2 separate regions of the Drosophila melanogaster genome follow, and region 2 is linked to region 1. A link is a contact called in public targeted proximity ligation data. All regions are on one chromosome and are shown on one strand. The core of a region is the stretch at or near the end of the contact, and the rest is flanking DNA. Distances in the headings are between cores, read along the strand shown.

Region 1 (4,821 bases), core at 1,722-4,221:
GGGTATTTCTATTAAACGCTTCGAATTAAACAAAAGTAATAAAAGTAATTAAAGTAAAGAAAACAGATATGTTTAACCGAAGATCATTGAAATACTTTCTCAACATCGGTTGTCAAGTGCAACAACTTTTCCCAACTCCGATTTGTTCTTGCGCCGGCGCAGCAACAACAAATGCAACTGCCACTGCAACAACTGCAACGCGACTGCGCAGCCAGCTGAAAATAAAATGGAAAAAAAAAACTCGAATCGGCTGCAAGTGAATGACTTGGCGAGCCCTGAAAGGCGTGCTTCTTGGAAAAGAAGCAATCGAGAGCCGAAAACCGGTTTTGGACTGGGAGCCGTATTCCGATTCGGAGTCAAAGTCTTGGTAACTTACACGCTCACTTCCTTTCCGGTTCTTGCAATATATGTGTACGAGTTATAAATATATACGTATGTACAAGATATCTGAGCAGATATTGGCCAAAAGCGAGTGCAAGCGGGATGGCCAGCAAACAAAGCCCAACTGCAGTCAGCTGCAATTTGTGGCCGTTTTTCAAGTTTTGCACTCGAACTTGCAATTACGTAGCAGCGAATGAAGCGAATCGCTTGCCAGCTTTTGTCATGCCCCAAACGAATCGAAAAAAAAAAAAAATGTAAAAAGATATTTACTGCGCAGTCGCAGCCTCCGCGGTTGCAGTTGCACTTGCCGCAAGCAGTTGTTGCCGAGCGATTATGCAAGAAAAAACGAAACTGGTCGCGGACTGATTGGTATTTTGAGTATTTTTTTCGGGAAAACTTGAAAGCAAAAATTGCCAAGTTCCCGTGCTGGTAGCTCACTGTTTGTTATTTTCTTTAATAAACATATGAACAACGGCAATTAAACAGATACCGATGCCTAACAAAAGCCAGCTGCGTTGTCTCCGTTTTGGCCAAGAAAGTCCCGGCTGCGAAGGCATCAATCTTGTTTTCGATTTCACAGAAACTAACTGCCTGCCGGAGACGGGGTAGAAAAAAAAAGGCAACTTGCTTCGCCTTAGAAACTCGGTAGATGGCCAGAAGATCCCGATCTGCCGACTGGATTGTTCTGTTCGGTGTGTCTCGCCATTGTCGTTTTGGCCACATACATATATTTATGAGGCAGACATGCCAGACATCTGGGGAAGAAGCAGAGAAGTCGGCTGGGCGATGCAAAACTTTTTGCCTGTGTATCTATAAGATACATTTTGTTCGAAGAGCGAATGGACGTGTGTGTGTGCGTGTGTGTGTGTGTGTGTATGTTTGTTGAGCGCCTATAAATAGCAGCAGGCGGCCACTCAGCCAACCCCATCCCCTTCCGCAACGCACCTCAACAAAATCATTTTGGTCCAAACCAAAAAAAAAAATCAAACATAAATCTGTTGGGCAAAACAACGATTGCCAAATCAACTGGGAATGGCGAGGGGCTAGAATTGAATTTATACTTTTTTCGGGAAATTCATTCACTTTGGGGATCATTAGCTAAGCGTTTTAAGCCCCAAGATACCATAAAATATAGCTCTAAAGACTTGGACTAACCTTGAAACCGAACTTTGCCATAGTAAGCATATTTCAAACTAAAAGATATTAATGATCAAACAAAGAGTGGGGAGAGCAGACAATCGAAATGTTGGTGGGTCAGTTATCAGCAATTTTGTCATTGCCCTGAAATTTATCGTTTATTATGCGTTTGCCTCGCCGGTTTCCGTGTCAGTCTGCATTCGTGTGTATCTTGCAGATGCATTTCACCAGAATCAGAATGCTGCGTTGTAAGCGGCAATCAAACAGTTTTCGTACCGAAAAAAAAACAAATGTATATAATTTATATGCATATGTATTGCTGTTATTGTTGGGCAATAAATTATAAAAATAATAAACACGCTGGTGGCCGTATTCCGCGTTTCATTTTGGCACACATTCAACTAATATCTCGCCAGATCTGCACTGCAGCCCAAAATGTATCTAGAACGCAAAGCGTCGCGTAATCAGTTTTTTAGCTGCGACCTGCGAAAAATTCTCATCTTCACTAGTTTTTTTTTCAGAGTCTAAGCGAAAAACTTTCCATTTCTTTGGCGGCGTGGGTGGTTCGAATAGTTCTCGAATGTCATCGGAAAGTGAGGACTCACCGCTATAAGTTTTTTCTTGTTTATTCGAGTATTTAGTTTCACAGATACCACACGCATACACACAAGCGCACAGTGAACACCTACGGGTATTTAACAGGTCTCGGCTCGTCTTCGGTTCTTTTATATTTTTTCTTAATCCCGCTTGGTGATTTCGAAAATTAACTGCCAATTCTCGGAAGACGAGGCTTTTCTACCTATCCAAAGCTCTCAGCTGAATGTTAATAAACACAGCGTTGTTTGAGTTTGGTTTTTTCTTTCTATTTTTTTTAGTGCGAGAGTTGGCGCCGACTTGTTGCTATGTTTGTTTGTGGAAGATTTTTGTCCTACCACGGGAATGAATATTAAATAACTTTTTTGCCAGTCTGCTGCTTTACACTGTTTATGCCATTTTTTTTTTTGCAAATCACCGTTTATTCTTTGCTTGCTTGCTTTCGAAACGGAAATGCTTAGATTATGATCGGGTAGAACTTCACTTTCGTCACGAACATAAAAAATGCCAGTGCAGAATTGAATTGGGAATGCCGTAAAACCCGTTTTCGAGAATGCAGCGCACGATAAATATGGATATAAGAATACCAATAGCTTAGTACCTTATGTATTTATGGATGGGGGTGGGCTATGTATGTTTTTGAATTTTAAATATTAACGGAGATTGACTCGAATTACGTGCGTGTGCAACGACGAAACCGATATGCGACCGTTACTTTTAGATTTAGATTTAGAATACAACCGGTATTCAAAACTTCAGAACTTTTCACGCTTTTCGAAGCGACGTCAGACAAAAACGATGACGTTGCGTATACGTATACGCTGGTGTCTGACCACAAAGAACGCCGAACAACAACTGCGGCAGTTCGGCCGTTTCGTTTAGCAGAAAAGCACTCTGGCGTATACAGGGTGCTTTTCGGGCAAACCAGTTTTCGTCGCTCTCTTAGCCAACGCTCTTAGTTTGCGCTCGGCAATGCTCGCTCTCTGCGGTAACGAAAAGCGAAAGCCGTTGGCCAATCAAATCGTCTCAAATACACGTGCTCGCTGATGATTTTCCACAGAGTTGGCCAAAGGGGCTGGTGGAGTGCGCGGGGAAGCATGGCCCAGCGTTTTGGCCAAGTTTCTCTGTTTTGGTTTTTGTGCGGCCAGAGTCTGTGGCTCTCTTCCAGTCGCCTTGTGAAGATGTGAAGACAGCCACAGGGTAAACATGGTCAAACATTGTCAAACAAGGGCTTTTATTGAGGAGTCTGGTTGGGCAAACATGGGAAAAGGATTTAAAATTGAAACACCAACTATTTAAAATTTAAATTGTAATTGCATTATTGAAAAAAGATATTAAAGCAAGCAAACTAAACTAACAAAACAGTAGTTCCCAGTAGGAAATGAAACACCTGCTGTTATCCCTTGTAGGCAAATAGTTCTTTACTTCCTTTTTTCTACGTTAAGTTCTTTACGCTGAAATCAAATTTATGTTACGTTATGTTATTCTTACGTTTATTTTTATTAAAGCATGAATCTTGAAAGCCAAAAAATACCTATACTAACCCTTTCCAACTAGAATATCCTAACAAATTGCCATTCTTAGCACAGACGTTTATCAGCAAAGTCCACCGGGGACCCTCTAAATTGTCCCGAATCAAGGTAGACAACTAAATTCACGGCATACCGAAAGTAACCTAATATATCGGTGGTTTTGGAGGCAGCCACAACTCGAGCTTGTTGACAACTCAGTTGGCATATCTGCCAGTATTCACGCATAATTCGTCCTTTTCCAGCGTATCCTGTGCGTGCGGTTGTGTTCGTGTGGGTGCAGAAATTGTATTCATGGGAAAATATGCAAAAGCATGAAGCCGCAATCATATGAAGGGCCAAAGCTGAGAAGACCGCAGAAAGGATGACAAACAAGGGCAAACTCGAAAAGGATGCGGCCCGGTTGTCAGGCAAACGAACACGGAACGCAGACAGATGAAGCAAGGATACGGATGCCTCCATACTTTTGCCATTTAGCCGCATTAGATGCCAGGATGTGCCAGGATACGGAATGCGGTCAAGGATTCGAGCGCGACTTGGCCGAGATGCAAAGAGAATGCATTCGAACTGGGCAAATATTTGCAGTATTTTAATTACTTTTTTGTCCAGAGTTTCTGCAACAGTGGCACAGGAATAGAGATTGGAAATTAAAACAGGCGAGGAACAAGTTCAAATGGCTGTCGCTGTATTCAGATACCAAAACCCTAACCCCCTCCCCCCCCCCTAGTTCACTACTTTTTTAATTAAAAAAGCGCACAACTGAAAATGGCGCCCGCAAAACGGCGAACAATTTCACACAGCTTAACGTGGCCAACTTTTGCGGCCAGGCAAAACTTTAAAATGCTCCCGAGTCACAGATCCTTTAAAGCCATTTCCCGAAAGCCGTTCAATCATGGAAAGTTTTCCCCCTGTGGCCTGTGTCAATTTTCACTTAACACATTGTCGAAAAATCTTAAGCAACCCTACTTAGGCAATCCCATCAACAAGGATACGGCTTCGGGTTTCAAGTGGTTACGAATACAAAAAAAAAAAAAAACTTTTCCATTTTCCCGCCCACCTTTTCGACCAACTTTTCAAGGATGAACCATCGAGTGAGCAAGTTTAAAGCCAAATCAATTAATAACTTTTCCCAACGCACATCCACACACACACATCTTTTGCCATTCGAGCAGCGCCTAAA
Region 2 (4,821 bases), core at 1,028-3,527, 68 kb before region 1:
GACGAGTGGAGAAATTCCAAAGTCTGTGTGGCTCTCTGGGCTGGTGGGTTGTTCCTTCGAGGTTGTACTTTGGTGTCTCGCTCGTCAATTCATTACGAAATCCTATTCTTGTTGGTGTGCCTGAGCGACTTCATATGCTGGAAAATGCACGAGATTATGAATCAGTTTAGATATAACCAAATCGCAGAACATGTGTGCCACATATTGCTCCATGTTCCGGGGCCGATTTTTAATTAGTTCGCCGAGCAAATCGCTTGAAAAATAAACTTTAGTGGCCAGGCCGGCAATGAGTTCATTTGCTTTTCGGGTAAACAAAACGAGAACTGCAAATGAAAATTTTAAACAACAAGCAGAGACATAAATAAACGCTCGAGCATGAGCTCCAGTCGAGTGAAGTACATATATATGTGCTTGTACTGCCCACCATGCGTATCTTTGCTATTCGGTAACTTGAAGTAATTCTATGCGATGATTTCATCTACTCCTCAACTCATTCTCATTCTCAACTTTGAGCTGCAACCGCCACAATTAGTAATGAGGTTTTTAGTTCTTAGTATTTATGAGCACTGCACTAGTTGCAAGGTTGGATTAATTGAGATTCTGCAGATCCAAGCTCTAAGATTCATGTGTGTCTTTTCTATGAATTCAGTTAAGTAGAGGCACTAATTAGCAAATATTTGCCCAGTATTTGCGGCAAGATGATATCACATCCTCTGAAAACGAATGCAATATGAGAGCAAACTCAAAGATTCCCTTGGATACAGGAAAATACCAGTTCTCGTGGGTGAGATGCGGAATTCAAGACATCATCCAGCTGAAGGAACTTATAGAGAAGTATTTCATTCTGGTATTTCATTCAGTGATACCGATATCGTGGATCCCAGTCCGAATATGAATATAAGTTCCTAGAAATGCCGGCTCGTTCTATTCCAAAAGCATTGTCTGCTCGAAATCACAAACCGAATCAGGGTTAGATTCGTTTTATTTTTAAACACCGAATCACGAACAGTACACAGCCAAAATTTTGTTGAGTTATATTAATTGTTTGCACATAAGTCCTATGTTTATCAATGGCACCCATTTATTTCCCGCTTTTGTTGAATGGTCTGTCTTATCAGCCGTTGGGCTCTTTACGGTTCGAAAACTATACGAAATCTGTTGTCAGGGCGGCCGACTTTCAGATGAACCCTTTGCGCAGAGTTCAGTTCAGTCCATCCAATCACATAATACTGATACTGGAACTTACACCCCGCGCACACATACACACACCACATTCTATATATGGTCGGAATGAACATCCGCTCCATTCAGATTTCAGATCGCATGCTGCACATAACGGGAGTATTGTATATAGACTGGGTCTTGAGCCGAGACGAGATACGCGCCTATGAACACGAACACGAGTTCCTTTGGCGATAAGAATTTGGGGCTACGAACTAGCTGATATCACACTCTATATAAAGACTATAGCCCAAGTCGTGGTTTTTTATATGGCTGAACTGCGTTTTTGTTTGCACCTTTTGGCCTGTATCTTTATTGCTTGGTTTGTTTTTATCCACTGCTTCATCGGCACAACACACACACACTCACATTCACACTCTCACGCACAAAGCAGCAGGTAGAGGGAAATCGGAGGAAAGCACTCAAAAACCTCTCAGATACTTTTACGAACTCCGTTTTGTATCTCACGGATGCACAGAGGGCGCAGCAACTGCGTTATTTTCGTTTATTTATCGGCTATATTTATATGGTAGATACATTTTCCGCTGTGACCGTTCGTCGAGTAACACATGGCACTATTCGGCGATTTTCCAAAATATATTTCTCTACTATTATTATTCCGTATTCCATTTTAATATTAAATGCAGTTTTCCAAACTTGAGTGCACACTTCGCTGCCAAGTTGCATTTCTGCTGACTGGCGTTTTGAACTGGGATTGTGTTGCCTCGTTTTACGTGTAATTGTATCGGCACCTCGAAGGCAAGAACCTCACGGGAAACACTCCGTCACATGCGAGATACTTTTTATGTTTCATTTTTTTTTTATCTAGGTGGGGGCTTTTCTTTGCATTTTCTTAACTGGCTGGTTAAAAGGCAGCAACAACAAGTCGAAACAACGAAAAAACAAATATTAGGTGACCGAGAAGACTTGAGACACGAGTGGATGTGGATGTGGATTCGGTGCCAACAGATGCAGCAGCTCCACCAGCACCACTTACTTCGTCGCTCAGAAGACGCAGGCAACCGTTAACGAGGACGTCCAATGCTCAACTGACTCTCGAGGAATGAATGCGAAGCCCAACGATCATCGCTCGTTGAGTGAAACTCTGTACTCTGCGCTCAGTATCTGTATCTGTATGTTGTGATTGTGTGTTGTATCTGTATCTGAAACTGTGAGAGGGCAGTCGGATCTGGTTGGAGTACTTGCGGCCGGGAGTTGGACTATTCAAAGCTCTCCAGTTGCGATGATCTTCCTTATGGAAGTGTGTTGCGATTTAATTGCCTGGCTCTTTCGTACGAATTCCATTAATTGCTCATGTGGGCGCGCAAATATTTAAACAGCAGTCTGCTCGAAAGATTCTTCTCTACATAATTGCCTCGATTTTTGGCTGGGCGGGGAGGCTGTGAGAGCTGGACTCTCTGCTCTACTTTCCGCTTACTTTGTAGTTATTGGAGTTAGCAGGTTATCGCTGGCACAGCTGATAAGGAGGTTAATGTACCACAAACGTCGCCGCACTTTCGGTTTCATTGAAGAAGCATAAAAATTTAAGTTTGTGATCATTTTTAAAAAATTTAGCCAACTATTATTTATTTGGGATAAGCAATTTAAGCTAGTACTAAAATTTTTTATTGTAATCTACACATGTTTTTTTCAGTTCGAAATAAAGAAAAATTTCACATCAACGTCTGTATATAATATTTATGGTACGAAATTTGTAATTATTTTTTTTTTGAGCCAGATTTAAATTTTCCTGTTCAAATTCCTTAAACTTAAAATTTTACCTTAGTGGCGCCCCAAAAGTGTGGACACTTTTCGAACTGCTGGCATACTGCTTGCATCCACTGCTTGCAATAGTGTTTTCCAATACTGAACTTGGCGCGTCATTTAATTTCCCGTGAACGGATTATAAATTTGATTTCAAGCAATTAATATTAAAAGTGAAAAAAATACACATATAAATTAAGTGCAATTTAGAGTGGTTTATTTTTATTTATTACGGAAATAAGCTAATGAATGAAACATCATTATTTCGTAAGGATCGAAAGGTTTCTTTTTATATTCTGAAGAACAAGATTCAAGCTAAATAGTAAGTGAAGTAGGAAGAATGCTAATATGTTTATTCAAGAAGACAATCTGGTGTTCAAGGCACTTCTTCGCTTGGTACATCATTTCTCATGCTCATTTTCAATGTCAATCCTTATAATGTTGACCGTGGGCTCCGGGGAAGCACTCCGCGGGTCGGGAAGCCCATTTTGTGGAGCAGCTGCGTCCACAATGCACTCATCGCTGCCGGTGGTGCTTATAGTAATAGTGGGTATATTATCCGACCAAATGGAGCTCTGTGAATCCTGTCTCATAGTGCGACGGCGATGGGAATCGCTGCGCCTGGGAAATGTAATAGGACCGGCTGTGTCCAGTTCCTCCAGGTCATCCATGGTGGCCGTTGGAGCAGTGGCGGATGCGGGAACCATTGGAGGCTTTGGTGGCTTGGAAGGCGCACGAGACGATGTGCTGCTGCCAAAGTGCAGTGGTGCACTGGGCGTTGGAGATTCCGGTTCCGGAGTAGGTGGCATTTCCAAGGCCGTCGAACTGGACACGCTGGACAATACTGATGGTGGTGGTGGCGGTGTGTAGGCCAAGTAGGTGGGCGTTGTGGGACCCGGCGACTCATCCGAGCCCGCCTGCTCCACATCGTCCTTTTTGAGATTGACGGCTTCACGAACCAGGGCCAACAGGTTGCCGATCTTCTTGCGACCCTGCCGGGAAAGCACAGACAATTGCCGCTGGTGGTGACCCTGACCCTGGCTGGGAGTGGGTGATGGCAGACTCCTATCCTGCTCCTCAGTGCCGGATGGCTCGTTGTTTAGGTACTCTGCGGCGTGAGTTGCCGGTACATCCGAACTCCTTTCCACACTCCGCTCGTCAAACTTGAACACCTCTGGCTCCGGCTTGACGGCAGCCACATTATTTGACTTGAATTTGTGCTTACGGAACTTGAACTTGCCCAAACTTCCACCGCCACTGCCACTCTCCTTGGGTGTCGGCAAGGGTTTATCTTCCACTTCATGCGGCGGGGGTTTTTTTTCATCAACTATGTGGAATTTGCTTTTGGCCAGCGTGGGAGTTTCGGGTGTGGATTCCTCGAGCGCCTGTTCCACGGGCTCTACTGGCGAGTTGGGTGTTTGTGGTGCGTCGGGGGTAGTGGGTGGTTCCTCTCCCTCCGCCTGCTCCTTGTGGCGCCTCAGCAAACTGGCGCTGACAATTCTTGAATTTGTATCCGGATCATGTTCATTGTCCTTGGGCGATTCATAGGGCGGCGGCTGTTGCTGCTGCTGTGGCGACTGTCTGTGCCTGGTGTCCTTTTTATCCTTCATGCTGCCCCTATCCTTGCGCTCATGTTTCTCCACTTTGAAGCGGCTCTTTGGATGGGTCTCCTTTATGGGAAAATTGCCAGTTCCAGAGGAGCTTGTTCCGGCCACAATGGATCCCGCCCGTGCCCGCTCCTGCTTGGCAATCTGAACGATGTCCACCAGCGATGGTTTGCGGGTACGCCGGATTTGCTGCAATCGCGACAGGCCGAACCGCTTGTCCTTGGCCTCC

Evidence for each region.
Region 2: a contact with region 1 is called in a targeted proximity ligation map of the Kc167 cell line, with 5 times the contacts expected there. A contact is called at or near these places in 30 of 107 Hi-C or Micro-C datasets (the Clone 8 cell line, the Kc167 cell line, the ML-DmBG3-c2 cell line and 10 more) and 4 of 7 datasets of targeted methods (the Kc167 cell line and the S2 cell line).

Annotation. Positions count from the first base shown.
Region 1 is chr3L:9,545,370-9,550,190 of dm6, reverse strand. CG42673 reads right to left here and starts at 2,971. Exons shown (of 10, transcript NM_001202149.2): 1 at 2,714-2,971.
Region 2 is chr3L:9,612,370-9,617,190 of dm6, reverse strand. It overlaps LanB2 (Laminin B2), which reads right to left and starts at 2,277. Exons shown (of 10, transcript NM_079282.2): 1 at 2,219-2,277; 2 at 1-137. Tmc (Transmembrane channel-like) reads right to left here. Exons shown (of 19, transcript NM_001316433.1): 19 at 3,190-4,821. The coding sequence ends at 3,387.